Linked DNA regions of Mus musculus: all the other regions are linked to region 1. A link is a contact called in public HiCAR-type and HiChIP or PLAC-seq data. All regions are on one chromosome and are shown on one strand. The core of a region is the stretch at or near the end of the contact, and the rest is flanking DNA. Distances in the headings are between cores, read along the strand shown.

Evidence for each region. HiCAR-type assays count read pairs that join an accessible place to other places. HiChIP or PLAC-seq counts read pairs in DNA pulled down with a chosen protein or histone mark.
Region 2: an H3K27ac HiChIP or PLAC-seq map of bone marrow-derived dendritic cells shows a contact between it and region 1, with 32 times the contacts expected there. The contact joins the promoter of Snx16 here to the promoter of Il7 in region 1. A contact is called at or near these places in 1 of 39 promoter capture datasets (liver), 1 of 115 datasets of contacts at active chromatin or transcription factors (bone marrow-derived dendritic cells) and 1 of 9 other capture datasets (macrophages).
Region 3: a contact with region 1 is called in an H3K27ac HiChIP or PLAC-seq map of bone marrow-derived dendritic cells, with 51 times the contacts expected there. The contact joins the promoter of Impa1 here to the promoter of Il7 in region 1. A contact is called at or near these places in 1 of 39 promoter capture datasets (liver) and 1 of 115 datasets of contacts at active chromatin or transcription factors (bone marrow-derived dendritic cells).
Region 4: a contact with region 1 is called in a HiCAR-type map of astrocytes, with 3 times the contacts expected there. The contact joins the promoter of 2700069I18Rik here to the promoter of Il7 in region 1. A contact is called at or near these places in 1 of 39 promoter capture datasets (hippocampal neurons) and 1 of 115 datasets of contacts at active chromatin or transcription factors (astrocytes).

Annotation. Positions count from the first base shown.
Region 1 is chr3:7,609,971-7,617,114 of GRCm38.p6, reverse strand. Il7 (interleukin 7) reads left to right here and starts at 3,355. Exons shown (of 5, transcript NM_008371.5): 1 at 3,355-3,944. The coding sequence starts at 3,935. It overlaps Gm16685 (predicted gene, 16685), which reads right to left and starts at 4,410. Exons shown (of 3, transcript NR_168341.1): 1 at 4,306-4,410.
Region 2 is chr3:10,436,290-10,443,433 of GRCm38.p6, reverse strand. Snx16 (sorting nexin 16) reads left to right here and starts at 3,304. Exons shown (of 8, transcript NM_029068.4): 1 at 3,304-3,519; 2 at 5,150-5,623. The coding sequence starts at 5,249.
Region 3 is chr3:10,329,014-10,336,157 of GRCm38.p6, reverse strand. Impa1 (inositol (myo)-1(or 4)-monophosphatase 1) reads left to right here and starts at 4,719. Exons shown (of 9, transcript NM_018864.6): 1 at 4,719-4,836. It overlaps Slc10a5 (solute carrier family 10 (sodium/bile acid cotransporter family), member 5), which reads left to right and starts at 502. Exons shown (of 1, transcript NM_001010834.2): 1 at 502-4,424. The coding sequence starts at 560. The coding sequence ends at 1,864.
Region 4 is chr3:5,217,982-5,225,125 of GRCm38.p6, reverse strand. 2700069I18Rik (RIKEN cDNA 2700069I18 gene) reads left to right here and starts at 4,303. Exons shown (of 3, transcript NR_045905.2): 1 at 4,303-4,456. It overlaps Zfhx4 (zinc finger homeodomain 4), which reads right to left and starts at 6,572. Exons shown (of 11, transcript NM_030708.2): 1 at 6,199-6,572.

The DNA of each region.
Region 1 (7,144 bases), core at 2,106-4,605:
CATAATATCATTGTCAATTTATGTTTTATTTAGAAAGGCAACAAGAAAAACGACACACAAATAAATGCTAGATTGCCAATTAGTAATGTTCAAATTTCATTTTGTGCAAATACTTGAACCATATCTGATTTAGAATTATATGCTAGGAAATTATGTTCTTACTGTAAGAGTGGACTGATCTTCTTGTACACTCACAATAAAATGGGCTTAAACTCCCTTTACTCTCTGGTTAAAATAGTGCCTCATTATTTCCTTCTCAACACACTGAATTTTTAAACGGCACACCCATTTCCCCTTCAATATACAATCACCTTAAAAGCATGGATTGCTACCCATCGTGAACACGCATAGTTAATTCAGCAACTGAATTTGTGAAGCTCAAGGCAAAGTGAAGAGTTCCTTTGTCCAAATGTAATTTAAAATGTTCCTGTCCATAAGAGTAGACCAAGAATGGATCTCTCAAACCACAGAACCCAGACAACTATACACCTAACATATCTACAGTGTTTGTGTGTCTGTGTGTGTGTGTGTGTGTGTGTGTGTATTTCCTATTTTGATATTTTTGTCTAGAAGGATAGGAACTTTAGAAAATATAGCACACTAGAATTTAGATCTCATAGTGCATTGACAGACAGGCAGACAGATAATTGTTATATTTAATCAGGTAAAATGAGTATAGATAATTAATCAAGAAAGTAAGTTTTCATCATGGATGTTGGTATATGCATAGTGCCTCCATAGCCAAGAGGTTTTAATAGAGAGTGCCAGTTCAAAGCAGGCCTGCACAACAGAGAGAGAAATAATTAACTATATTGACTAATAGTTGTAAAGTGTGGAAACTTAAGAAACATTGCTTATTATTAAAAATTTTTCTGCCCTAAGTCAGCATCCTATAATGTATTTCAGTATTTCTTGTTATACAGTGTTAATAATTTTGTAATTATTTCTTCACTTTTTCGTCCTCCTCCCCCTTTCTCCTCTTCCTCTATCACCCCTCCCCTTCTCTTCTTCCTCATCCCCTACCCCTTCCTCTCCTCCTCTTCCTCCCTCACCTCCCTCCCCTCTTCCTACTATTACTGCTACCACTACTACCAGTACCACTACCACTATTGCTCCTCCTCCTCCTCCTCCTCTTCCTCCTCCTCCTCCTCCTCCTCCACTTCTGGCTTCTTTTTTATGATACTGGAGATGGAATCTAGGGGGTTCATGAAAATTAAGCAAGCTCCCAGCCTTTGAGCTATGTCACCAGTCCTGTTTTATTTTGTTACTTTTAAAGACATGGTTTCACTCATTAAACAAATCAGGAACTGAACTTTTAATTCTCCCTGCCTCTGGTTGAGCAGCTAGGGTTACAGGTACCAGGCCTCACATATTATTTCATTTATTTAATTATCAACATTCTAAAAATTCATGAAATATCCACCCCTGTCAATCTGTATGTTCAATTTGTATTTAAAAAGCAATAGCTGATTTAAAGAGCTGGGCTGTTTTTTTCAAAAGGACACTAATTTTCTTAGAATTCTCTCATAATACAATGTAGTTCAAAGGTGTCCATTTTTATCTAACCTTTGAAATTCCAAATGCTTTCTAAATATTCTTTTCAGAAGACATTCTTAACACTGAGGGTCAGAGTCCTGTAAAATACATTTACTTCTCCTTTCCTGGAACTTTAGATACTTTCGCCTCATTTTACTCCAATGTTGCCTATGCACAAGCCTTTCTGGTGATTGTACTAGGAAGGAAGACAGACTTCCCCTCTCGCACTCTTTTGATGGATGTTCTTTGACTCTCCTCTGAAAAGCCCAACAACAGGTGGGGGGAAAAAAGCATAGAATGTGAGCAGTTGTACACCTACGTGTACCCTATGGTCAGGGAGTTTAATACAGCCGCCACAAACCTAGACATGTTTATAGAGTTAGTCTTTAACCACCCCTGCAGCCTCATCTCTGTCTACTGCTTTTCTCCACATCTGAGTTCCAATGACATTTTTGGAAATGTGTGCCTGAGAGGCTCAGTTTCCTGATTTCATTTGCCAGCAATTCCCTGTTTTCTTTCTCTTTCCTCTCTTTCCTTTTTTTTTTTTTTTTTTTTTTTTTTTTGGTGGACATTTTTCCATGTTCCATCGTTGAAATGCTTTCTCACCACAGTAGCTCTCTTCCATCCTGTCATACTGCAACGCTGGAGCCTAATCCTATTCTAGATAGCCCTTCTCTGTGGATGGGAGCTGTCTGGAGACCAGGGCTGCAGTGAAGATAACAAGTACTGTCAAATCTCCTGATGCTTTGAGCAGGATGACAACAAGAGAGACAACAGAGAGGTGTTTAAACAGCCCTGCAGGCACCGGGTAGGATTTATTTTGGAAGTGCACTAAGACAACAGGTTTTACATTGAATGTGGAAAGTGAGAGTCCCTGCAGAGTCCACAGGCCAGTGCCCAGTTAGAACTCCTATGGTCCACACTCTAAATGCACAAACAGTACCTCTCTGCCTCTTTTCACTGTTAACAGACAGAATCTGAAGCTCGTGTCCTGATGTCCGATTAGGAACCGCCAGCTCCAGACCCCTTTCTGAGGTTCCCCAGAGCGTTAAGAGCACACCCACCACCCTAGGGCGTCTTCTTAGTCTACTGTATCCTCCATTATTTACAAGGTTCTCTTCCACAAGAGATTCCAAGCAGACTCTTTGAAGCCAGCCTGCAGGTGTTTTTTATCCAAATTCAGCCACGTGAACTTAGCTCTGTTACTTAAGGAAGCCTCTGTTCCCATGTGTATCTTTCAACTGCAGATAAGAAAACAGATTGCCTCGGCAGAAAACTCCAGATGCCAAAATACATGTAAATTCCTGACCAAGAGTCCTGGCATAGAGCAAATACTAGATATATGAGAGATATGGTCCTGATCTCAGATCTCTCTTGTTACTGGTTTGCACAACCTGCCTTCACCTAAGCAGTGTTTCTCCTGATTATAAGAAACAACACTAAATCAGGAATCCCCTCGGTAATTCAGGCCTATTATTAAAACAAAACAAAACACTTTAATGAAACAATCACAATGGTGATTAGCTATGTCAGGAGATAACTGTGGGAGATAGTTACTATGCAGAACTTCTATGTGCCCCCAACTAATACGAGTTTTGGTTTTCTGAAGCTACCACTTACATACTAGACTGGATGGACTCACAAGAATTATTTGTTCTTAAAGTCCTACCTGAGCAGGTGCATTGCACAGATGACAGGGAGGAAAAAAAAAAAAAAAACAAACTAGAGAACCTAGAGGGGCAGAGGGCGTGACCCTCTTAATCATCCTTCACTTCCTTTTTTTTTTTTTTTTTTTTAAGATGACTTACATCGGCGGCAGCAGAAGCAGCGACGCCTCCTCAGTGGAACTGACTTGCAATAGCGAGCTTTCTCTGCTGCACATTTGTGGCTTCTGTGGACATATTAGTAACCAGCGGTTTTAGCTCCCAGTCTCACAGAGTTGCCAGAGAGGTTAGAAGTCATTTGAAAAGCCTATTAGCCGAATCTTTCTGATCCAGAAGGCCAGCTGGCTTCTCCTGAGCTACTTTCAATTCGCAGCAACCACTGATCCTGGTCCAGGTGACTGGGGAAGACGCTGAGGGTATAAACCCAAACATTGAACCTGAAGACCCAGCGCAAAGTAGAAACTGAAAGTACCCTGCTTAGTCTGCCGGCAGATCCTACGGAAGTTATGGCAAAGCCAGAGCGCCTGGGTGGCCGGTGATGCATGCGGCCCCTCTTGGGATGGATGGACCAGGCGTGGCGTGGGTGAGAGGAGTCAGCTGCCTGAACTGCCCTGCCCAGCACCGGTTTGCGGCCACCCGGTGGATGACCGGGGTCCTGGGAGTGATTATGGGTGGTGAGAGCCGGCTCCTGCTGCAGTCCCAGTCATCATGACTACACCCACCTCCCGCAGACCATGTTCCATGGTAAGCGCTGCTCTCTGGTGCGCACAAGTAGGTGCGCCTAGCGCGCCGGGGACTCTGGGACAGTCCGGGAGGTGCCACCCGCCCCCGCGCCTCCGCACGTCCGGGAATAGCCCGGCCTTGCACTTTGGACAGGCTGAGAGCTTGGCCTCTCCCATGGTCAGCCACTACCCGCGCTGAGCTCGGTTGCCCAGAACCATTGGCACCTGGGCGTACAACCCTGGCGGGCGGGGAGGAACAGTTCCCGAGGCGGTTTTCAGATCCCCAGACCCAGAGCTTCAGTGCGGGAGCCGCGACGCGGTGGCCCCCTGCAGTCAAGACTCAGTAGTCAGTGGTTTTCAGCCACTTTGTCCCTAGCCAGTACCTCTTCAATGCAGCCCTTCCTGGCTTCCTGGCTGTGCAGTTACTCACAGGCTGCCTGGGTTCAGGGCGTTGCTGGGCTCTCGCAGCTCAGAACTTCATGGAGAATGAAAGAGTCGCTCCCAGGATGCGCTTTTAAACCCTAAAGGACAGATCATTGGAAAACCCCCTCTTCTCCCCGCAGTAAGTCTGGGAGTTTCCGATCCAGGCTGTAAGTTGACTTGTTTGCTGGGAACCCAAGTCCTGCGGCTGAGATTGCAAAAGGCCAGATTTTATTTTCCTTCTATATATTTGCTACTTAAGGGAGGCAGAACTTTAAGTACCCATGAGTACAAATTCTTAGCTCCCTGATCAAATCTAATAGGCTTGCATTAGTTTTAAATAAGTAAGGATTTAAAGTGGACAAGAACAGAATTGACAGAGGCTGGAATCCATTTGTAGCTAGAACTAATAGAGATGAGAACAGAATGGAGTGTGAGGAGGTCTACCTAAGGGAATGCAGGTGTTTTAAATACTTCCTCAAGCAAGAGAACCTATGGAGGTGCAGGATCTAGCCTAAGGCTCTTTCCTTTTGCAACCCCATTGCAAACCATTGTATTGGTTTCCGGCCCACTGTTTTAGGTACAATTACTTCCCCTCTCTTAGGTACTAGCGAACCAAAAACATTTGAGGGAGTACTTATCAGAAACCAAATAAAAGATGTGGAGACCTGAGAGACTGCCCAAGAAAATGATGGAAGGCTGCCAAGGTGCCCCTGCAGGAGCTCACTGTACAGCTAGAGACACCGCATCCCTGTCTTCTTTGCAATGCCCTGGGTTCTGAAATTGCCTTTCACTTTAACCCTTGGATTACCTACAACCTGGAGAGATAAAAGGACAAAGGAAAAGCAAAGGTGTAATTTAAACGAGGAGGCTTTTCCCATTGAGATACATCCATATCGGACATGCCTTATTTTCTTAGTAAAGAAAATATGAAAATATTAAACTCACGGGAGTTAAAGTAAGTGGCTTTTTTTTTTTCTTTCATTTTCGGTCCAAAATTTACTAGAGGCGTGGGTAAACTCCATCAAGGCTGTGTGCTGTGTTTCCACTTTGTTATGTCGGGACACCAAGTAAACAAGGATTCACTCGCTGACGCTCAATTGTGCTGCCTCATTATGAATCAGCATACATTTTATTTGTATACTAATAAAAGGAAACAATGAGAAACATAGAGCCTTGGGAATATGGAGGAAGCCTGAAGATCTATCTGTAAAGGAGAATTAGAAATTTCATCTCAGTGTGTATACTTCTTGAACAAAAATGGAAAGTTCTTTTATAAAACCAATCTCATGGCCCATGGGTATGAAGTACTGTTATCCTGACTCTTGACAGATAATTTTGTTTTTTAATTAATTTATTTTTATTCCTTAATCTTTTTTTTTACAGTACAGACTTTATACCTCTCCTGTTCTGCCCCCCCCCACTGCTCTCCTCCCCATACCTCCTCCCCAGCCCCCACCCCACCCCTGACTCCAAGAGAATGCCCTCATCCCCCATGCCACTAGGCCTCCCCACTCCCTGGGGCTTCAAGTTTCTCAACAGTTAGGTGCCTCTTCTCTCACTGAGGCCAGACCAGGCAGTCCTCTGCTCTATATGTGTTGGGGACAGACAACTTTATAATATGTAGAAATATTTACTTTTTCCCTTGAAATAGGAGCATACGCTGTAGTTTCAGAGCTTGGCCAAGAAGCCCCTTCATGTAGAAGACAATGAATATTTGTACTTCCTCTCACTATCTGTGCATGCAGTTATGTTGTAGGAAGTGTAATTCAGTAGCTAATAGCGGATTCCCTAGACACCTCAACCCGAACATCAAATGCAGCTCCTGAATCCCTAGAAAAATTGTTTTGGAGAATTGTTCTTTGGGCTCCAGATTCTCTACTGTAAACTGCTAGTGACCTGTATATATATATATATATATATATATATGTATCATGAAATGGCTATAAAATTGAATTATTTGTTGAAATAGACTTGGGAAAGGACATTGAAAGAACACTTCTCAAGGAGGATGGGAAAGTCCTCAAGGTCTCAACCCTAGACAAACTGTTCAGGCCACGAAGAAATGCTGACTGACAGTGGAGAAATAGACATCCCCAGAGAGGAGCATACAAATTGTTTATCCAAACAGCCAGCCCTGAAGACATATGTGCAAGTAAGGTTATACAGACTGGGCAGGTTGACTTTATGTATTTAGGGAGATAGATGGATGATAGCTAGCTAGCTAGCTAGAGCACAACACTTAATGAAATAAAAGGTCATGAATTTGAAATAGAGCAAGAAAGGATATATATGAGAGTTTAGGGGAAGAAATTGATTGAGGAAATAAAATAATGATGTTGTAATCTCAAAAACTAAAAGAAACTGATAGATGACAGGATATGATGGACTGAGGAATCCAATTTTATTATGTCCACTTTGACCTCATAACTTAAGCAGTTGAAGATTGTATGTATTATTTGGCTTACATTTAAAACCAACAAGAATTTTTAGACAGCTATCATTCTGGTTTAACCAAATTCCCCACTGAAAACAAATTCTCCAGTTTCAAACCCTGTAAGCGATTTAAAGACAATACTACAAGCCAACACTTGTCTTGTAATGCTTCTACAGTTTGTTTTATCTGTGACCTAATGAAAAGTTCAGTGGAGGCTGAGGAGTGAGCTATAAATCAAAAGTAACAAAATATGGTAAGTGCTGAATTCGGATGCCATTGGGACAAAAGTGTTAAATAAACTTTCAAACCAGAAAAATATTAACTTGTTACGGTGCTTGTATGTGGAAGAAATAACTGTAACCACA
Region 2 (7,144 bases), core at 2,055-4,554, 2.8 Mb before region 1:
AATGATCTTGGAAATAAAAGTGTGTATACCGGTCCAGCTATTAAAAAAAAAAAAACCTGAAATTATGGGATAGCTTATTTGGTGTTAGGAGATGTGGGCAGATAGATACCTAATGCATAACTCAGTCCCTGCGCATGATTGGGTAACCACAGATGACATAAGGTCAGTTTGCATTCCAAGCCAAGAACAAAAGGCTAACCGAGGGTGGCTTCCTTGATTCTATAGAGTAGGCATTCCATAGGAAGGCATTACTGATAAGGTCATAATCGGTGTAGTCTAAAAGACGATCTCTACGTCCAACTTCACCCCCAGAAAACCTTTCAGTTCCATTAGGCTGTCCCCTAACCCTCCCTCCACACCCGCACAAGCTGTGTCCTCTCTCAAGCTTGTTATGGAAATCCCCCAAATGTCGGACGCTAGTTGAAAATGTAGCAGAAAGAACTTCAAAGACAGCTAGAAAAGGATCGAGTGTATGAATTGGCTCTCAGAGCTCAAGAAAAGAGTCGGGATCCTTCTCGGCAAAACCGAGGCTTCTCATGGACCACACCCATCCTTTCTGCACCTGACTTGCAGGAAGAGATTTCCACACCGCAAGAAAAATAGTCAATGACAGCAGTCATGTCTGCCTTACACTCATCTCAAATGATTCTCGTTCCGAATGTAAGAAGCTGGAGAGCTCGCACATCCAGCCAGGGCCTCAGGTGTCAGGTTGCCATGCCTTGCTGACCTCCCAGCTCTCCCGGAGCTAGATCACCTGTGGTTCTTTCTCTAGACTCACAAGGTCATGGCACTGAGAAAATAGAGCACATGAGTACAGATCCTAAATAGCAAGATTACAGGAACGCCCCCTATGGAGTACAAGTGCGAATCACAGAATTAATTATTTTTAAATTTAATGGGGTCACTTCATGTTCGTTTTTTAATTGTAAATTACTGAGGAAGTGTTTTCCTGTATTATAAATATCATATTTCTATACAGAGTTATCGAAGTGATAAACTAATAATGTTCCCTTATGAACTACCACACTTTATTATCTGTGTAGGTTTATGTGTGGTGTATATGCTTGTATGAGTGTTCACACGTATGTAGTACATGAAGAGGTCTACATACTTGTATGCAGATTGGGCAGGTATCACCCTTAATTGCTCTTTACCTTCTGAGGCAAGGTCTGTCACTGAACCTGGAACTAATTCAGACAGTCTAGGAGCCAATTTGCTCAAGAGATCCTGGGGTCCACCTCCCAAGAACTGGGATTAAACATATATATGAGCGTACATAGGTGTGCATGCCCGCACACCCACTCCTGGCTGTTCTTTGTGGGTACTGGGGAACTGAACTCTGGTCCTCACACTTGCCCAGCAAGTGCTTTATCCAGAGAGCCATCTCCTCATCCCAATTTAAATAATTGTAAGACTCCTGTCTGTGTCCACTCCTGGTTTTCAGTTTGCCTGTGTTACTTGCAGTTTTGGTTTTTACACTAAAACACAATCTTTGACCGTATTTAAGCAAAAGGCTAATATGTTGAAAAACTCACTAGGCTATTTCACAGAGTCTAAGGGAAGTCAAGAGGGGAGAAAGAATGGATCAATCTTAGAGAAATTAGCAGGGGGGCTTTCCAGACTTCTCACCACAGATACTCCTATGACATTAGTTTCTGTGGCATCAATCTTATGCCTTTGCTCAGCCACACCTCCATTTTAATTCTTTGGAAAGAGGCACCTGTTGGACACAAGTTGGATCAAATATGCTACTTGAAAAAAAAATCCAGCTTAATAAAAATGTATCTAAACCGGGATATAAACCTAGCCACAAGAGAAGCCAAATGTACAGAAGATAGAGCAATTCCTTAGGAGGGGAAATAATATATCTTTCCATTTCAAATGCTTCTTTTATCCTGTAGTTTTTACATCTTCTCGCTCACCCCACTATCACCTCAGGCTGATAAAAGCTATGCATCTTGTCTAACGATACCTTGGGTGAGCTCAAATGCCCTCTTATTATACATACATAAAAGTACACAACACAAAAGTCAGAAAAATAATCTTATTCTGTAAGCTGTGTAAACAGTTCATTTCTATTGTGGACCACTGCATAGAGTGTAAACTAAAAGTCTATAAGTAGGAACCGGCCAGTATATATATAGATTATATTGTATATATAGATTATGTTGTAGCCCTTATCTGACAACACACAGAATGTTCTTCTTTGATTACTAAAAATGTCTAGTTATCTCCTGAAAGTAAAATCTAGCCATTTATCAATACCAGAAAATATGCGATATATACATATGTATATATGTATATGTTTGTATATATGTATATCCTGTTATGTTCCACTCAATAATCTGAAAAAAAATTACTCAAACAGTTCCAACAACCTTTACAAGATCTTCATCTTTCTTCAAACTATGCTACCTGTACACTCTTATTTCTTGAGCGCTTTTCTTTCCTTGGCCCCTGGAGCCCTATTAAGAAAACTATTCCAAGGTTCATTTTTCTTTGCCTTACTTTTTTCTTCCCTTTATTCAATTATATTAATTCAAGGACAAAAAGGGCAATTTCATCCTGAAAATATCTTTATGTTTTCAACGAATTCTGTTTATCTCATACTTATTTCTCCAATAAAAGCTACACCTATGTCAGAAATCACATTATCATTTTGGAATCACCACTCTCAATTTTCCCCTTCTAGGTATCGCTCCAAAGCCCTAGAAATCATTGAATGATCTTTAAATAAGACAACTCGATTGTACTGACAAATGGTTCTGTAAACTTTGATATATAATATTAAATAATAGTGTTGCTGAAACACTAAAGGTTTTCAAATTAGCAAATCTAAGCAGCCTAATACTGTTTTCACTTGGGCTAAATTCAGAAATTCAGGCATTCAGGAATCTTTACCATAGTCCTAAATTACAGGGACAAATACACAATAAAATAGTGTTCTATCTGCCTACTCTTCAAATCAGTTGTCAATCCATCAAAGAAATGCTAATTATGGAAAATGACTAACCTTCTAGACCTCCCCCCCCAACCAGTGATAACTACAAGTCCCATGATGCAAAGCTCTAGCCCGAACTTATGCTAGCCAAAGTGCCTTCTGGGAATTGAAGTCTTCTCTTCATCTACTTGGCAAACTAGATATTGTAGCCCCATTTCTCAGAAACTCCCTAGTAATAAAGCCTGTGGAAAAAAAACTGTCGATTCCCTGTGATAAAATTAGATTTGTTCGGGCCACTGCAGAGACAGGGACCAGCAATCCCAGTGTGGGCCTCCGGGGGCGGTGCCGTGCTGTGACGTCACTTCCTGGAGCGGCATACCTCCCCCTCCCACTCGAGGCCGTCCCTTCCCTCGGTTCGCGGGAACCTGGCTGGGTGGCTGTGCCCAGGCACCGAGCGGCTGCTCCGGGGCGGAGGGTCACGTGAGGAGTCCGAGTGCCCGGGCAGGACGCGACCCGCCGCAGTCCAACAGGAGCCGCCTTCCTTCCCCTGACGGCGTGGGGTCGCGGAGCGCGCCGAGGTAGGACGCGGGGACACCTGCCGCCTGGACGGCGGGCGGGCGCGCGGGAGGCTGCGGGGCGCGGGGGAGCCTGGACCCCGCCGCACCCCTGGGCGCGCCTGGCCCGGGAGGACTGCAGGTGCGGGAGCCCGGCCTGAGGGCTCGCGGCCCGCGCGGACCGCGTCGCCCTGCCAGCTTCCCCGGGCCTGCGTTCCGCCACCGTGCTGTCACCCTCCTCCCCAGGTAGCGCGGGAGCATCCTCCTGGGTACGAGGTCAGGCGCCCCCGAAGAAGGCGACACGCCCTCCCTCCGCCGCTCGGCGCTCCCGCGGGTGGAAGTCCCCGGGCGCACCCCGAGGCCGCCCTTGGCAGCCCGGGGCCTCAGGTGGCAGATGTCAGAGGCCAGCGCCGGAGCTACGAGAATCCTGCGCGGTTCTTCTGGGGAGGTGCGGGGTGGGGGTCAGGATTCACCCAAGGGGTGAGTCCGTAGCTCAAGTTTCTTGAATGTTCCACAATAAGGAAGGTTGCACTGGCCGCGTGAGGTTAGACACCCTGTTTAAACTTCCTACATCCAGAGGGGACAGCTTGCTAAGAGGACAGTAAATAAAGTTGGGCTGGTAGACCCCCTGTTGCTGTGTATAAATAGACCTGTCATTTCTCCTGGTCGCTACTTAACATTTCTGAGTTTATTACTTAACGTCGTAATGGTAAGTCATTACTTCTTTATTCTACAAAATTATTCAGACATACAATATAACCATCTTTTGGACCTTAGGTTATTGAGAATGAATAATCTAGAATCAAAAAGCAAAACTTTTAATGATTTAATTTGATTGACTGTAAACCTGATACCTTCCCCCCCCCTTTTTTTTCGTTAACTTTACCAAGTTTGCATTTGAAATATATTTGATGCTAAGTTTAAAAAAAAATGTTACTTTCAAGACAGTTGTTGCTGGCTTGGTAGTACAGGTGTGTATCCCAGCACCTATGGAGGCTGCAAGATCAAAAGTTCAAACCTACCTAGGCTACTTACTTAGCAAGTTCACAGGCAACAACCTTGTAAGACCCTGCCTAAAAATTAACATATTTTTTAAGGAAGAGGTTTAGAATGCATGCATAGCATTGCAAATCTCAATCAAAGTAAAAGAGCATTCCTTAGTAATAATCAAACTTCGGACTGACTATGATTAGCCTGTGTAAATCCTTGGGAGTTTCAGTAATTCTATAAAAAAGTAAAATGAATGACTTTTTTCCTTCTTCTGTTCCTATGTTGCATATAGTACAACCAGGACGACAAAACTTCTCCTTCTGCTTCCATTTTTTGAGTGGGAGTAGACAGGAAATATGTTTGAATGTATGTTAGGATTAAGTCCATTTAAAATGAATATTGCAAAAAATAAAGAAAAGTAGACCAAAGGGAAAAAAAAAGAAGAAATATGTATATCATAAGGGTCAAGAAAAGAGATGTAAAATAAGTTTGTTCTCCTAACCATGTAAACAAGAGTCCACAGAGGTAAATCAGATTACAGGATGATGTTACCCATGTCTTCATAGGTAATTGAGTGTCACAAATTAAGAGAAGCACTTTCTTTTCTATTGGTTTGAGTTCTAGGTTGAAGTCTAATTCTTCAATATGTCCTTCTCATTTTTAGATAGTGAATTCCTAAGAAGAAAGCAATGAACTGCATATTGGTTGTTCTTTAAGTGTTTGGACTCAAAGGTGTACAAGTTTGTTGCCAAGGCCAAAGAAGATGGCAACCCCGTATGTCCCAGTTCCAATGCCAATAGGAAACTCCGCTTCCAGCTTTACAAACAACAGAAATCAAAGGAGTTCTTCTTTTGGCAGTGTTTCCACAAGCTCAACCTCTTCCAAAGGCCAGTTAGAGGACTCAGCTGTGGGCAGTCTTAAGCAGACGAATGTCCAGGATCAGATGGACAGTGCATCATCAATGTGTGGTAGTCCTCTCATTAGGACTAAATTTACAGGGACAGATTCATCCATTGAGTATTCTGCTAGACCAAGAGAGGCTGAAGAGCAGCATCCTGAGGCAGTGAACTGGGAAGACAGACCTTCAACACCTACAATTCTAGGTTACGAGGTTATGGAAGAGCGGGCCAAATTCACTGTAAGTATTGGCTTCTGCTGCACACCAGTAAGAAGAAAAAGACTGGTTTACTGGTATGCGTGTGTGTGCTGGTTAAGGCAAGCCTGTACTGCAGATTCTTGACCACGTGGTCTTTGGGTCCAGTTGTTCTGGTGCTAGGCTTATGAGAGTTACCCGTGATCGTGCATAAAGTTAGGCAGCTCATTTTTATTGCTAGCAATACTTGTCTTTTGAGGTTCTTTCTGACTGTGCTCTTCTTGTACCGATCACTTGGCAACTATATGTATGCATTCCCATTTACAATCTACTTAGGAGTAAAGTTGTTAGTTCCGTAGCTCAGCATTGGAAAATACTGGTGAGCCATGTTCTGTAGCGGGGGATACCATTGCAGTGTGGGATTTCCACTCATTCCACACCTCCCTGGGGTGTTGCCTTTTTCTGTCCTTATTTTATGTTTTCTAGTTGAAATAAAATGTGAGTTTTCTTAATGACTAGTTACATTAAACACTCAAACCTTTTTGGCCATTTGGATAATCTCTTGCACATTCTCCATTTTGCAGTTTTCTGTGTTCTAGACCTGGATCTGACTAGCACTTGTCTACAATCTGTACATCCTATAATGCTGTAAAGATGTTACCCATGTTTTAGTCTAACAGTTTTTGTTATAAACTTTAACATTTATATCTGCAGACCATCCAGGAGTGATTCTTAAATCCGTGTTGTGATGAAAGGCCCAACCATTTATATTTCTCTGTGAAATCACTTAATCAGGCACTTAAATAACTAAAAGCCTTCATTGTCATTGTCTCCTATGCCATCATAAAGGTGAATCTCCTGAGCTCCACTGTTCTGCCTTTTCCCAGTTCCACAATCCTAATTAGTGAAGTGATTGGTAGGTGTTGATACCCAGGCCTTTGAGCGCACTGTTACTTCTCAGGATAGCTGTTCTCGCTATGCACTGAGGTCTGGTACATCTATAAACCAGCTAGAGAGCACATCAGCTTCACAGTACTGTCCTCAAATATATGAGGAACTCATCCTTATTTTTCTTGAAGTCCTCCTCATAATGTTTTGAAATTGTCCATGCAGAGGCCTTGTGGTCAGATTTCTGTCTGGAATAGCTGTTTGATATTCATAGAAGAGATCTACAGTTGTTTTCCATTGCTTTAACGAATTTTTTCAAGTCTATCCAGCTTTAATATTTTGGGGTTTGGTTTTATTTTGTTTCTTTGTTTCTTTGTTTGTTTTGTTTTGTTTTTTGAGACAGGGTTTCTCTGTATAGCCTTGGCTGTCCTGGAACTCACTTTGTAGACCAGGCTGGCCTCGAACTCAGAAATCCACCTGCCTCTCCCTCCCAAGTGCTGGGATTAAAGGTGTGTGCCACCACGCCCGGCTATTTTGTTTCTTTTTTGGTATTTGGAGACGGTGTCTCTATGTAGTCCTGGCTGTTTCTGCAACTCACTGTGTAGACCAGGGTAACCTTGAACTCATACAGATCTGCCTGCCTCTGCCTTCTAAGTGTTGGACTTAGGTATGGACCAC
Region 3 (7,144 bases), core at 3,470-5,969, 2.7 Mb before region 1:
TTCACTACTTCTGTCTTTCTTGCTCCCTCTCCCTGTCCCCCTCTCTCCGACCACACACTCTCCTGTCACACCAGCATGTAGTTAGGCAATTTGACTCTGACTTGATGGAATAATCATACTGATCCCCAAGTTATAGTATCTATCTGACTTAGGGGGTTTGTTTGTTTGTTTTGTTCCCCCGGCTGCTTTTATTTTATAATTTCCTGAGGACCAAAGAGACCCAAAAAGTAATAACTCTAAGTGTTTATCCTTAGTTAATAAGGAAGTCAGGAAGAGAGATTAGGTTTTTGTTTGTGGTAAGTGACACCTGTTAAATACAAGGGTTTATTTTTATGTTTTCTTAACTACAAGTTAAACTGGTTGTGTCGCTTGCTCACTAGATAGTTTTATACTGGTTTGAAGTACAACGGTCCCTCCTCCTCCTGGACTTTGACCAACCAAACCCAGCTGTTACCTAACTCACACTTACGTCTTTAGTGAGTGAAGAACTGTAAGAAAAATAGTCTTTTGGTTTTTACTAAAACTGGGTAGGCACACATGGTTTGTTTAAACTTTCAAAATGTCTGGCAATTTTTTTATATTTCTACTTTTGTTGGTGACCCCAGGAGAAGCGAAGAAGTCATTTCTCAGTTTTCTGAATATACAAAATACAGAAATGCTGTCCTTTACAAGGACGGAAGAAAACATCGTTGTAAGGTCCAGCTATAAAGACAAACAGCCTCACTCCAGCTACCTGCTCGTGAAGTTAGAGGATCCTAAAGTGCTGCAGGTGGTGAATGTGACCAAGACCTCCCTGGCTGTCACAGACTTTACCGTCAACCTGAAGACTTTCCCAGGAGAGACCAATGTGACCCTGCAGCTCTGGGAGTCTGAAGGTAGGCAAACAACACTCATCGACGAGCTAAAGAATGTCAGAGTGAGAGTGTTCAGACAGACGGACGACAGCCTCCTCCAGGCACCAATCCATGTCGATAGCTCCATCTTCCTGCTTGTCTTATCGATGATCCTTTTAAATAAATGTGCCTTTGGCTGCAAGATTGAATTCCAGGTGCTTCAAACAGTGTGGAAGAGACCTTTGCCAATACTTCTTGGGGTGGTTATACAGTTTTTTCTTATGCCATTCTGTGGCTTTCTCTTGTCTCAGATTTTGGGCTTGCCTAAGGCACAGGCTTTTGGATTTGTAATGACCTGCACATGCCCAGGAGGAGGTGGGGGCTATCTCTTTGCTCTCCTTCTGGAAGGGGATGTCACTTTGGCCATTTTGATGACTTGCACATCAACGTCCCTGGCCCTCATCATGATGCCTGTCAACTCATACTTTTACAGTCGGCTACTGGGCTTAGCAGGTGCATTTCACGTCCCTGTGTTAAAGATTGTGTCTACTCTTCTTTTCATACTTATGCCAATGTCGACTGGTGTCATCATTAAACACAAGATGCCTGCGAAAGCAATCTGTTTAGAGAGAGTAGTGCGGCCTCTGAGCTTGACTTTAATGTTCGTGGGCATCTACTTGGCTTTCCGGATGGGACTAGTGTTTCTGAGAATGGCTAACCTAGAGGTGTTTCTATTGGGGCTTCTGGTTCCTGCACTGGGCCTTTTGTTTGGCTATTCCTTGGCTAAAGTCTACTTGCTGCCTCTTCCTGTTTGCAAGACGGTTGCTCTCGAAACTGGGATGTTGAATAGTTTCTTAGCTCTGGCCATCATTCAGCTTTCCTTTTCCCAGCCCAAGGCACACGAAGCCTCCGTAGCCCCCTTTACAGTAGCCATGTGTTCCAGCTGTGAAATGTTACTGCTCCTTCTGGTCTACAAGGCTAAGAGAAGGCCATCCCTTAGCACAGAATATGAAAAAACTCCTCTAGTTTAAAATGTACAGCAGATGCACTATAGTCACCTTCAAGCTGGTTAAAAGCTTGACATGGGAGGTGAGGAGATCATTTCTTCTAGTACCTGTATGTGTATGTCTTATATATGTGTGTGTGACATACAGGTGCGTATAACATGTTACATGTGTGCACGTGTATGTGTTTGCATGTGTATTATACATTACCCTAACCTAGCCTAATCCAAATGGTTTAACATTTTCCTGTCAGTGTTCTTGCCTATAGTGTTTTGGGCTGATACAACCAAATCTGTTCTTTCTTATGTCACTAAGTCCAGTGTACAAAAAGCATGATTTACAAAAGACCTGATGGTGTGGTGGTGGATGTCTATCCTGATCAGAAAAGCAGTGGCTACCTCCCTGGAGCATTTGGCTTTTCAACAGAAATGCCCGTTCAGAGGCTCAAACTATAAATGCATTTGCGTAATACCAACCTATGGAGGTGCCACCATTTGCCCATCAAAGGCCAGGCAGCTCTCTTTCTAGCTGTGCTTGATGGCACTGAGAATGTGTCACGTCAGCTTTCAAATCTGTAAAACACAGACGTCCACATAGGTTTAAGATACAGGTTAACCCGACATGTGCTTTGTGGGATAGCTTTATGCATCATTAAATGTATTAAATCAAATAAGGATTAAGTTACCCAAATACCTTGCTCTTAAGAGCAAGAGGGATGCCAGGCAGTGGGACTGCCATGAGTTTGAACCTAGCTTAGTCTAGTGAGTGAGTTCCAGGAGAGCCTACCTCGATTAATCAAACAGTAAACAAACGCAGAAAGTATTGATGGGCCAGGTTTTAAATTTTGATTTTAGTTTTAAGTTTGTAGCTCTGAGGAATGATAAGTCCACTCCACTATGCATAGAATAACAATTCTATGATGATAATAATATATATTCTAATGATCTGGAACCTGTTAACACTACAGAGAATGTTAGCTTATTTTGATCAGTGTTTGCAGCTCCTACCTATGTTCCATCAATCATGAAACCATATTGAATAACATGGAGATAGACTCTACTCCTGAGTAGCTCACCTGGCTTATGGAGACTCCACCATTTTAATCTCAGTCAATAATTCTCCAGTGAACTTTGGGACACCACATAAGTTTTAGCATTTGCTTAAGTGACTAGAACAGAACCCCTCCCACCCCAGTGTATGTGTGTGTGTGTGTGTGTGTGTGTGCAGTCATGTGAGTGTACATGTTTGTGTGTGCTTAGAGTTTTCTTCTTGTCATGTATGGAGGTCTCTATAGACATCAGAGCCACCTCCACACACTCAGCAACAGGGTTCTGTATTGTGTGACACCAGCCTGCAGTCAGTGCTGCTATAACGGAATCAGAACATCAGACTCCTTTGTGCGCTTGGCTTTCAGCAGGCACTTGGCAGGAGAATGGATTGTGCTGAGTTACCTGACTGTAGCAAGGAAGAAGCAGCAGAGGCTGCAATGAGCCCCATGGAGTCCTGCTCATCTGATGGAGGAAGCTAGCGATCATTTAATGTAAAGACATCTGATACCTGGTCCCTCATCTGTCCTGCTTTGCAATGTCAGGGGAGGCTCTTTCACTCATACAGCATGCATTTGATAAGATTTTTATTTTCAAACAACTGATAATAGAGGACCCCAAAACCAAGCTCTTGAAGGTCTTTTGTGGAAGAGCAAAAAACCATGAGTATGTGATAGACACCCACATCAGTGTCTTAAGGCAGCAGGCTTCAGAAGAGTAGACTCATTTTGTCTTTGTGGGTTTATCAATCCGATTTGCTGTCCCTGCCACTCATCTCTGAGACATGTTACATGTTGTTGATAATTTCTTGTTTTGATTCCTGAGAACCAATCACTTCACAAGTAATTATGCCAGGGCATTGTGGTCATCTTGTGGGTAGGTCATCTGGATAGAGTTCCACTTAAAAGTAACATACTTACCATGGTACTGTTCCACGTGAGGAAACATTTTAAGAACCATAAACTAGCCTTTGTTGGTCATCCAGAGCAAGTGGTTGAGCCATGAAGATTCTCTGCGGATTTTGGAGTCAGGGTGCTATGCTCTTGTTGTGTGAGTTTGGGACAAATCCCCTGACTTCTCCAAGCTTTGTTTTCCTCATCTGTATTGTGCAGGGACTCTTCATGAAACCGTTCTAACACTTATGTTTAAGCACGTAAGAGCACAAGTGCTGTCTGGTGTGGTGGCAGGTGCCTGTAGCCCGAAAGTGGAGGCAGGATGCTCAAAGACTTCAGAAGCCAACCTATGCTACATAATGGAACACTGCTAAAAATCGACGCCTTTGAAAGCGGCTCAAAGACAGGGTGCTTGTATAGTATTTACAAAGCCTATGGTCCTTAGTATTGAGGGCTGCAGGTGCGGAGAGCAACTGCCTGCCGCCGTCAAGTCCACAACAAACAACCTGTATCTAAGTGAATTATGGAGAAGAGAGTTGGTGCAAAAAATAAAAATAAAAATCTCCTTTAGGCTTACAGGTTTAACAAATGAGAGTGCCCAATGACAGTCACAACTCCAATTTAGCTGTAGCCGAAGAGCAGAATGGGAAATGGGAAAATATAAACTAATAAAGAAATTTAACTAATATAATTTATATATAATTTAATATATAATATATAATATATTATATATATTTAATTTCACTAATATATAACATATATGATATAAACTAATAAAAAAATAAACTAATAAAGACAAAAGTGGAGATTTGAAAACGGGATTCTTAGAGAAGAAAGGGTATGCAGGAGAATGCCAGAACACGGTAACTTCAACCGGACCAGCCCTTACAAAGGCAAATTCGGCCCGGCTTACACCTCCAGTCTGAGCGAAGACGTGAAGGCGGGGTTTTAATGGGGCGGGACTTCCTGTCGGAGCAATCCCCGTTACCTCCGGAAGAGCCGAAGAACCGAGCCCTCGGACGCCGGCGGTTGAGCATCGATCGCGGTGCGCTCGCGCGAGGTGAGTCGGTTCTGTCCCTGGCTTCCGTGCAGCGTTATTCGGTGGCCGAGGCGGGGGGTTGTGCGGGCTGCAGACAAGCTCTCCCCATGCTGGGCCGGGGCGCCTGCCGGGCCCTCCTCCCGGCGGTGCTCTCCGTAGCGCTCCGGAAACAGCCGAGCGGGTTCGCCAGGCGGTCCTCGATCTCTGAGGTTCTGTGTCGCAGAATGAGCCCGGCTCTGCCCAAGCCCTCAGGGCTCTACACGGCAAGTTCCCTGGCTCACGAATTTACAGGATTAGGGGTGAACAAGACCAGGTCCGGTGATGTCCTGCGTCGGGAGCGGGGCCTGTATAGGATAGAAACAATTTTAAGTCTGTATGATTTTGTTCCCAAAGTGAGGGTGATAGAATATGACCCCCGTGAAAACAAGTCTTGAAGCAAAGGTCTTTGAAATAAAAGGGTTTATTGAGCCATTAATATATATCAGCTAGGAAATGGACCAAGACTTGGGGCACATTTTGTAAACTACCAGCAACAAAGCTAAAAAAGTGCCTCTGATGAGCTAACGCTATAATTGAATTTCAAGGCACAGGCTTTTAAAGTCTCTATTCTTGCCCCCCACCATGCTCCACAAAGCCAGAACAAACCCCAGAGAACTGTTACCTAATTAACTTCCCTTGTGTCTTCCCTCTTCTGGACCTCTACATTTTAGGGCACCTCAGAAATTTTTATTTATCAGCCTCCTTTCCTCAAGGAATATTAGAACTGATTAAGAAGATGTAGCATGCATTATAAATGACCAAATGTTGCATAGCAACAGCAGTTTTTCTGCAACTGTCTATTGCTTGATATCTGTTGGGTTGAAGATTCGATGGATGGCTTTTGAAACAGTCCTGGGGAGTCAGGAGGTGTTCTGTTCATGTTGTCACAAGGTAAAGTGTGAGTGGCTTGAGGAAGCAAGTGGTGAGGAGGCAAGCCCAGCCCAAGAATGTCCAGTTGTGACAGAATAGAAGAGAGCAGTAAGAACAAGTGTGACCAAGTTTGGAAAGCATTCTTGAAGAGCTGTAAGGAGTTTATTCTATAACTCAAAGCGCCTTTTATATGCTTGCTTGGACGCTTGGATCACAGGAAAAGGCGCTTAGGCGTGAGGGCAAATGTCTGTAATCCCACCAGCATTCTGAAGACTAAGCGAGGATGCTCAAAGCTTGAAGCCCACCTTATATCAATAAGAAGGAAGGTGAAGCCGTAGCCAGCAGCATCTGGTTGTGTCTGTCTGCTCTGTGTCCCTGCGCTTCTCCGTGTACCTGACGCTCTTACAGGGGAAGCACAGGGTGTGACTTGTCCTGGGAAGCAGGCAGAGCGGCCACCTTTCCTGGGCATGAGCACTTCCATGCTTCCCTGGGCTAGGGGCCCACGTTAGTGTTAGTGCGGTCAAGCCTGGGGTGAGTCTGGAGAGGTCAGCAGAAAGCTGTCAAGTCACTTGCTCACATTTCCCCTGCCTGAAGTCTAGGAGGCAAATGGCACCTTTGCTTTTAGACATAGAGTTTTCTTCTCTCAAACGTGGTAAGGGAAAGCAGGGAACTTTCCCATCAGAATTGAGCATACGTTCTGTAAAATCTGCTCATATAATACGGGGCAAAGTACTTGTAATCTGTGAACCTTAAAACTTCACCTTTACCTTATTTAATTCCATGTGCAAAGCACTGAACTCCCTGGAGTTGAGTTAATACAGGCAGCCTTTGTTCCTTGGTCTTTAAAAGTGCTTTGATTCCAGCCTTCCCATGTTCTTTACCTTGCTCCCCACCCACTCCTACACCTACCCGTTAGACCATGTCTTGACCTCATCTGAGCTTGACCTAAGCTTCAGGGGCATCCCCACGCTACCCCCACCCCCACACTATGATATGGTATAGCTACAACCCAAAATGTGATATTGTGTGGTCACTTGGGAGACAGCTTCATAGAACATTGTTTGCTATGATAATAACTCGTTGGTAATCGCAGTACTTGGAAAGTACAGACGGGGTCAGGAGTTCAAGGTCATCCTTCGCTTTGAGACTAGCCTGGGCTATGAGACTAGCCTGGGCTATGAGTCTAGCCTGGGCTATGAGACACTGACTCAAAGCAACACTAGTAACAAAAAAGTCTTACTACGAGGTGAAATATATAATATTTCAAAATGATTTTTTACTGGGACTATATGTGGGGAAAAATTGAACTATCAACCAGGGAAAGGGTGGATCAAAATCAAACCGTTGCTAATTGAGATGCTTGTGTAAGTGAGTGTCTGCATGATTCGTAACTGTTTTGTGCTGATCTCTGTTGGCTGTG
Region 4 (7,144 bases), core at 3,054-5,553, 2.4 Mb after region 1:
AAACAAGTATCATTGTAAGGTGGATTAGGCAAACAAAGATTTCTTTTTAGGACATTCTAAAGTCCAGAACATTAGTCAGCACAATTAAGCCAGTCTCCATGGAGACTAATGAAATTTCACCATGGTATGAGTTAAATTAGATAGCTAGTTATGTGTTTCCACAATCCAACTTGAAATCCATTATTGTTTCAGAACAATATAGCAATTGTGCCTAGCTGATCTTTGCCAGCTCAACAAGCTCCTAAGTTGACAATTTGCATATGTTAATATAATTAAGCACTAATTACATGAAACTTGTACATATTCACATGCACTTTCCCTGGGCACTTCTCAGTTTGAACCATGGCCAAGTCTTTAACCCTTAGAATGTTTTTAGTGAGGGGGGAAAACTGCAAAACAAAACCCCCAAAACCCTACACTGCCTATGGGGACAGCTCCTAGACAGACACAGAAAAACTCTTCATTTATGAATACAAGGCCTAACCTGGGTTCTCCTATTTCTAGCAACAATAACAAAAAATATTTAGTGAGTATACTAGAGATCCTGGATAAGATGAAGACAGGGCTGTCAGTTAGAAGAGTAGCTAAAGGATCCTAACAAGTGTCTAATACAGGAGAGCGATCACATTCATTTCAATAAAGTGTTAAGGAAGATTCTGCACCATTGACACTGTCAAACCTTGGGAGATAAAAATGGTTTGATAACAGTAAAAATAGAAACTAGAGAAGGAAAAAGGAGACAGAAGCAACTAGTGAGCTTTACATAAATACATTCAGAGGCAATTAAGCAATGTTAATTACTATAACAGCCGTTAATTGAATATAATTAGATATTTTAAGCCAGTGAATAAAGTATAGTTAAGATTAATTTTATTGAGATTAATTGTAAATAAGGATAGATTAATTCTGTGTTTTGACAGGCATAAAAAGTAGTTCTGCAAATAGGGCAGGAACATGGCTACCAGCCCAAAAATCATAGATTATTTTAATGTCACACCTCAGATCATCTCCTCAATAAATACAATTTTTTAAACCCAAATAGACAGGAGTCTTTAAGAAAAAACAAAAAGCAACAACAACAAAAACAGCTTGCAGAGATTAAAGAGCCTTTTGTCCATTTTCATATGCATTCTTTTTAACAGACTAAATTAGGCGAGTCTGGTATACTTTTTTAGGAAGGAACATTTCACACTGAATGGAAAAAATGTTCTATCACATATGAAATTCTTGCAGCTGTGCAGAACTTTGTCCAGATGGTTTAAGACTATAAAACAGGATCAAATGATAGGCAGTAGGCCTTCTGAAGATTTTATGATAAAGACACAGTCTTTTATTTCAACCTTCCCCTCATTTCTACTTTGTATTTTCCAATCAGTATACATATTTTCAGATGTAACTGTGATTCTCCAAGAGAGTCCAAAGCCACATTGCTCCTGCTAGGTGTTAGAAAGTAAACATATAGCAGAAAGGAAGGAGACCCCACTTAGTAGAAACCAGCTAATCATTTAGTCAGAAACCTCAATGATAGCTATGAGATCAGTGCACGCAAATGACAACATTTGATTATTACTGTGAGACACAATAATTTCTAAAAGAACTTCTTAGGAAAATGTTGCTACATGAAAACTCTCTTCCTCCAAATACTTTCACACAAGGCTAATTTATGCATAGTGTTTTAGAAAATCAACACAGTCCACAAGAATGCTGAACAAATCACTACTAAGAAAGGGACATCAATTGATTTTGAAATAAATCAATGTGATTAACATAATATTTTTAAAGCAGCAGAATGTATATATCATGCCCAAATACATATATATGTATATATATATTTCCAATATATCTTAGCTCTTAATCAAATGAGGGCCTTACACTACTGACCCTGGCTCCACACTGCCTCAGAACTTCTGTAGGGCACCTTTAGTCGTTATAACAAAAACCCTAAAATGGTCTGTGAAACAAGACTACGACAAGCCATTCTGCAGTGAAAGGTTTTAAATCATACAGCCTCTTCTAATAGACTTGAGACTTATTGAGGTAGAAACCATAAAAAATGAAGAAGGGAAATTTAATCCCTGAAATATTGATTTGCACATTAATATCATATAGGCAGAGGGCAATTTGGCTTCGTGGAAATGACACATTGTCGACCCTTGGTGAAGTCAGAGCCAATCTAACTGCTGAACATGTCTGAACCTCAAGAGTTATTAAGGGCTTCCCTTCTTGCCTTTATGACTTTTCTTCAGCCTACCAATGCAATCTTAAATGTATTATCTTTAAGAAATAATTGTAAAACCTCAGGGGTTTTCCAGTTAATGGAAGGGAGACCAAACCACATCAGATTCTGAAATGCAACATTAAACCCTTGCAATCAACAAAACCACCTCAATTCTCATCCATCCAATGCTGGATCTAATATTGTTATTATAGATAATCAGATTTCATTGTGTAAATTTAGGCTCATGGTCAGAATGGAAGCAGTAAATTCTTCAATATTAAACAGCAATTTTCTCAGTCTCCTTTCTGTTTCCCCTTGCTGTTGCAGCACCTTTAAAATAATCCAACTAGCTCACAATTAATGAAGAGTTGCACTACTCCTGCCAAAAGCTGCAAAACACTGCAATAGAGCCGAATGTGTTGTCTTGTTTTTATTAAGTTAGAAACTTTCACTTCCCAGATCCAGAGCTACTGTCTCTGCCTTATCCCATAGTGGGTGCTGCTGCTGTGACTTACACAGCCAGTTCACCTGACCTTCCTTTGTTCCTTGGGTACATTTCACTTTTCGATTTATGGTGCAACCCTCATATTTCATTGACCCTATCTCCATTGCTATAAAAAAGGAAAACACTCCAATAAGAGTTTACTTTTTAAATACATGAGCAGCCAGCTATTGAATAAACACACAGCGATGCTCTCTGCAGTTTATGCCATAAATATTAAAACCATTAAAAACAACTGTTTGACCCTTATGATCCATACACTGAAGCCAGGTGCAAGAGGTTAAAACAGCTGGCTAGCCATCTTTTATTTTTTTGTGTTCCTTCCTGCTGCTTGAAACCACAGCCCTTGAACAATATCAAACATTCCCTTAAGGATTTACTTTTTATTTTATTTTATTTTTAATTTGGAAAAAAATCTTCTATTTATTTAATGTGCTTCTTAGTGGAGAAGGAAAACTCTAAAATAGTAACAGATGCAGTGAAATAATCCCCAAATTTCCTTTATGCGTTATTAAAACCCATCCTTTTCAACAAATGTTATACACATTATTCTTTTTATTCTTCATTTAGAAAAGAGAAAATAGCAAAAAGCGAAAGAAAGGAAGAAAGGAAGAAAGGAAGAAAGGAAGGAAGGAAGGAAGGAAGAAAGAAGTCTGAGCTTGCTCCGTCAGTTTTGTCAGTAAACACAAGGTAAAGCAAGTGTGGATGGCAGCAAGTGTTACATACCCGGGCTGTGTTTTTGCTTTGCTCTCAATGGAAGCGATCGATGCCCATGTCACTGTCGCGTCCCAATCGCAGCCAAGTCTCAGCCTTAATCTAAGCACCAACCGAAAAGGCAGCGGCAGCCTCAGCCTCTCCCTGACTCTTCCAAACATTCACCCAACTAAAAATATAATACTACATATGAGGTCTAACCACTCCACGTGTATAGGGATCACGCCACTGAAAATCCAGGAGAAGAAAATTATAAAAAGAGAAAGAAAGAAAGAAAGAAAGAAAGAAAGAAAGAAAGAAAGAAAGAAAGAAAGAAAGAAAGGGAGGGAGGGAGGGAAATGGAAAGGGAAAGGGAAGGAAAGGAAAAAGGGGGAAAAAAACGAAAAAATTAAACCCCTCCTGTTTCCAGTCTCCTCTCTCTCTTCCTCTCTCCTCTCTCTGTCCCGTGTGTGTGTGTCTCTCTCTCTCTCTCTCTCCTTTTGCCATCTACATGATCCTTGATTAAACATGGAACAGAGTTAATAAAGGGTTGGGGGGGGGGTGCTCAAGGAGAGGAAATGCAACTGTCAGAAATCACCAACGCTAGATTTCTTGGTGAACCTGCCTCTGTCTGAGTCAGTGTCAATACACCATCTTCGTCCACTGAACTTGTCTTTGGGTTTTTGTTTGGTGCTGGTGGGGGATGTTGTTCTGTGTGTGCTTTTTGGGGGAGGGGGAAAGTGAAGGCAAGGTTGGGGCTAGAGGTGGGGGGAGTGGGGCGAATGTGTGTTCTGTGAGTGTTGACTGTGAGTGTGTGTGTGTGTGTGTGTGTGTGTGTGTGTGTGTGTTTGGGGGGGGGGTGTCCATGTTTGTGATCTGAACCTTTGGTACCTACAAAGAGGGTGTCTCACCGAAAGGTAGCTAAAACCTCTCCAGAACGGCGCACGGAACTGTGGAGACACAGCGGAAGGCTCCTCTGGAGCCTCATATCTGGGCCGAACCCTAGACCCAGCGCTTCAAGGAGCCCCTCGCTTGGATCACAGGTAACAAAAGAAATAACCAATGCATGGTCTTCTGGGAGAGGGGGCAAGATGGGGGAACATTCCGGAACTTGGCCATCACTGAGGAACTTTTATACAATTATAGAAAAATTTTATTTTATTTTTTCTGATAGAAAAGAGCAAAAGGAATGGAAAGGGACGGAGGGAGGGAGGGGGAAAGAGAGAGAGAGGAAAAAAAGAGAAGAGAAGAGAAGAGAAGAGAAGAGAAGAGAAGAGAAGAGAAGAGAAGAGAAGAGAAGAGAAGAGAAGGGAAGGGAAGGGAAGGGAAGGGAAGGGAAGGGAAGGGAAGGGAAGGGAAGGGAAGGGAAGGGAAAGGAAAGGAGAGAAGAGGGAAGGGGAGGGGAGGGAGAGGAGAGGAGAGGAGAGGAGAGGAGAAGAGAAGAGAAGAGAAGAGAAGAGAAGAGAAGAAAAGAAAAGAAAAGAAAAGAAAAGAAAAGAAAAGAAAAGAAAAGAAAAGAAAAGGAAAAGGAAAAGGAAAAGAAGCGAGACCAGGCTCACTCCAGCCCCTGGTAGCCTAACTGATCATATCAGGTCAGAAGGCATGCTTGGTGCCAGCTGAAGCTGAGGAGGTGAAGTTCATTTGCAGACATGGAACCCTGTAGTGAGTGTGTGTGTGTGTGTGTGTGTGTGTGTGTGTGTGTGTAAAATGCATCAATTCCCACAGTCAGCCACATCTCCTTTACACACACACACACACACACACACACACACACACACACACACACACCCTTGCCCTTTACCAAAAAAGAAAGCAAAGGCTCTTGATCTCCAGCCGCGGGTGTCCTCTTAGTGTGGCGATCAATCCCCAAACCCCGGGGCGAGCTGCCTCCACTCCCAGGTCTGCGGACATAGGCCGGGAGATCCCGCCTCCTAACGGACCTACCAGGTCCGCAGCGCCCGTGCAGCCAAGAGCCGCCAGGGCCTGCCGCTGCCGGCCGCGCTCCGCAGACCGGTGTCTACCTGCAGCCAAGCCCCGCGCTCGCCCATCCTCCCGGGCCCGGCGCCTCGCGCGCACCAGCCCTGGCCTGCCACAGCCCCGCGCAGTGAGTGCCCTTCGGGAACTTGAGAAAGGGTGGAGAAGGGAAAAGGAAGATGAAAAGGAAACCGAGAAGAGTACAGGGGAGGATCAAGGGAGAGGAGAGGAGAGGGGGGCTGCGAGCCCCACCGACCACTGTCCAAACTTTCGGAGAATGTGTGCAGAGGAAACATCATCTCGATGGGGTGCAGGGACGCGGAGCGAGCGAGGACCCCAGATAATGTCCGAGCCGCTGCCGAAATGACAGCTTCGCCGGATCACCAGAGTGTCTCCGGCTCCCGAGGAAAGCAGAACCCGAAAAGACTGAGAAAAAGACAGAAAACTGCTCGGCCGAAAGTCACTTAATACAAAAGTTAAATCTTGAAAAGCATGCCTCCCCCCCACCTCCAGCCCCAATCCCCCCTCCGCCTGTGCCTTCTCCCTCCCTCAGCAGAGCAAATCTTTGAGCCAAAAAAAAAACGGGGGAAAGAGATGGAAAAGGGGGGCAGAGCGGAAGAGGTGGTCGGGATGAGGGTACGTGTGCTAGGGCGAGCGGTAGCAAGCGATCTAGGGGTAGAGAGGCGGAGAGGGAGAGGGAGAGAGAGTGAGCGAAATATCAAAGATTGTGCAAGATCAGGCTGGAAAGATAATCGATACTCGACCTAAATTTAACACAAACTACTCAATAAAAGTTAAAGAAAAAACTTACTTTCCATTTCCCTGCAGTTCCTACTCGATCTTCGCCTCTTTTTTGTTTTGCTTTTATTTTACGTACAGCTGATCACATCCAAGTAAAACGAGAGGGTTCATTAAAAAGAATAAAAAATAAAAAAATAATCCTCGAACTTTATTGGGTGAAAATAAAAACGCTGGAGCAAAAAGTGGGGAGCACGGAGCGGTCCTCGGGGTTCCGGGAGGAGTTAAAGCATGTGCCGACCGCGGTCTCGCTGTTTGCTTGTGAAGGGGTTGGGAAAAGGAGGAAAGGAAATGAAAATCCGATATGTCTTTATTCTGCTAATTATTATCGTTTTAGCCCTGTTTAAAAAAAATGGCTGATTAAGTTGAGTGCGCATGTCTTTGTGTGTCTATTCCCGATATGCACTCTGGGAATGAGAGAGGAGAGCGAGGGAGAGGGGGAGGGAGGGGGGAGAGGTGTAATTAGTGAGGTGATCAACATTCCCCAGACTGCAAATGACGCGCAGCCAGGACTCAAAGCAGCCTGGGAGCCTCGCGACTTCCAGGGCTCCTAGCGTTGCGGCTGGAGCCCTGGACGAGGCGACTAAGGAGACGGAGGATGGGGACCTCCGGGGCTCGCACCCCATGCGCCCCTGCGCACAACTCTCAAACTTCATTAGACACACACGAACACACTCTCACACAGAGACAGCAAAGAGAAGAATATAAAAGCACAACTCATTCCTAAGAAATGCCTTTTTAGAGTTCTAGATTAAAAAAAAAAAAAACAAAAACAAAAACAAAAAAAAAAAAAACCCAGGCAAAATAATTACTCTCACACCAAAGATATGTTTACCAGGGAGCTTTAAGGAGAAATACAAGTCAAGGTAATTAAGAGCTTTTCTCTGGGTTGGTTTATTCTACTACGCACTCAGAAGTACTTTAACAGCTAAATACTAAGGCCTGAGCAAATATGCAGA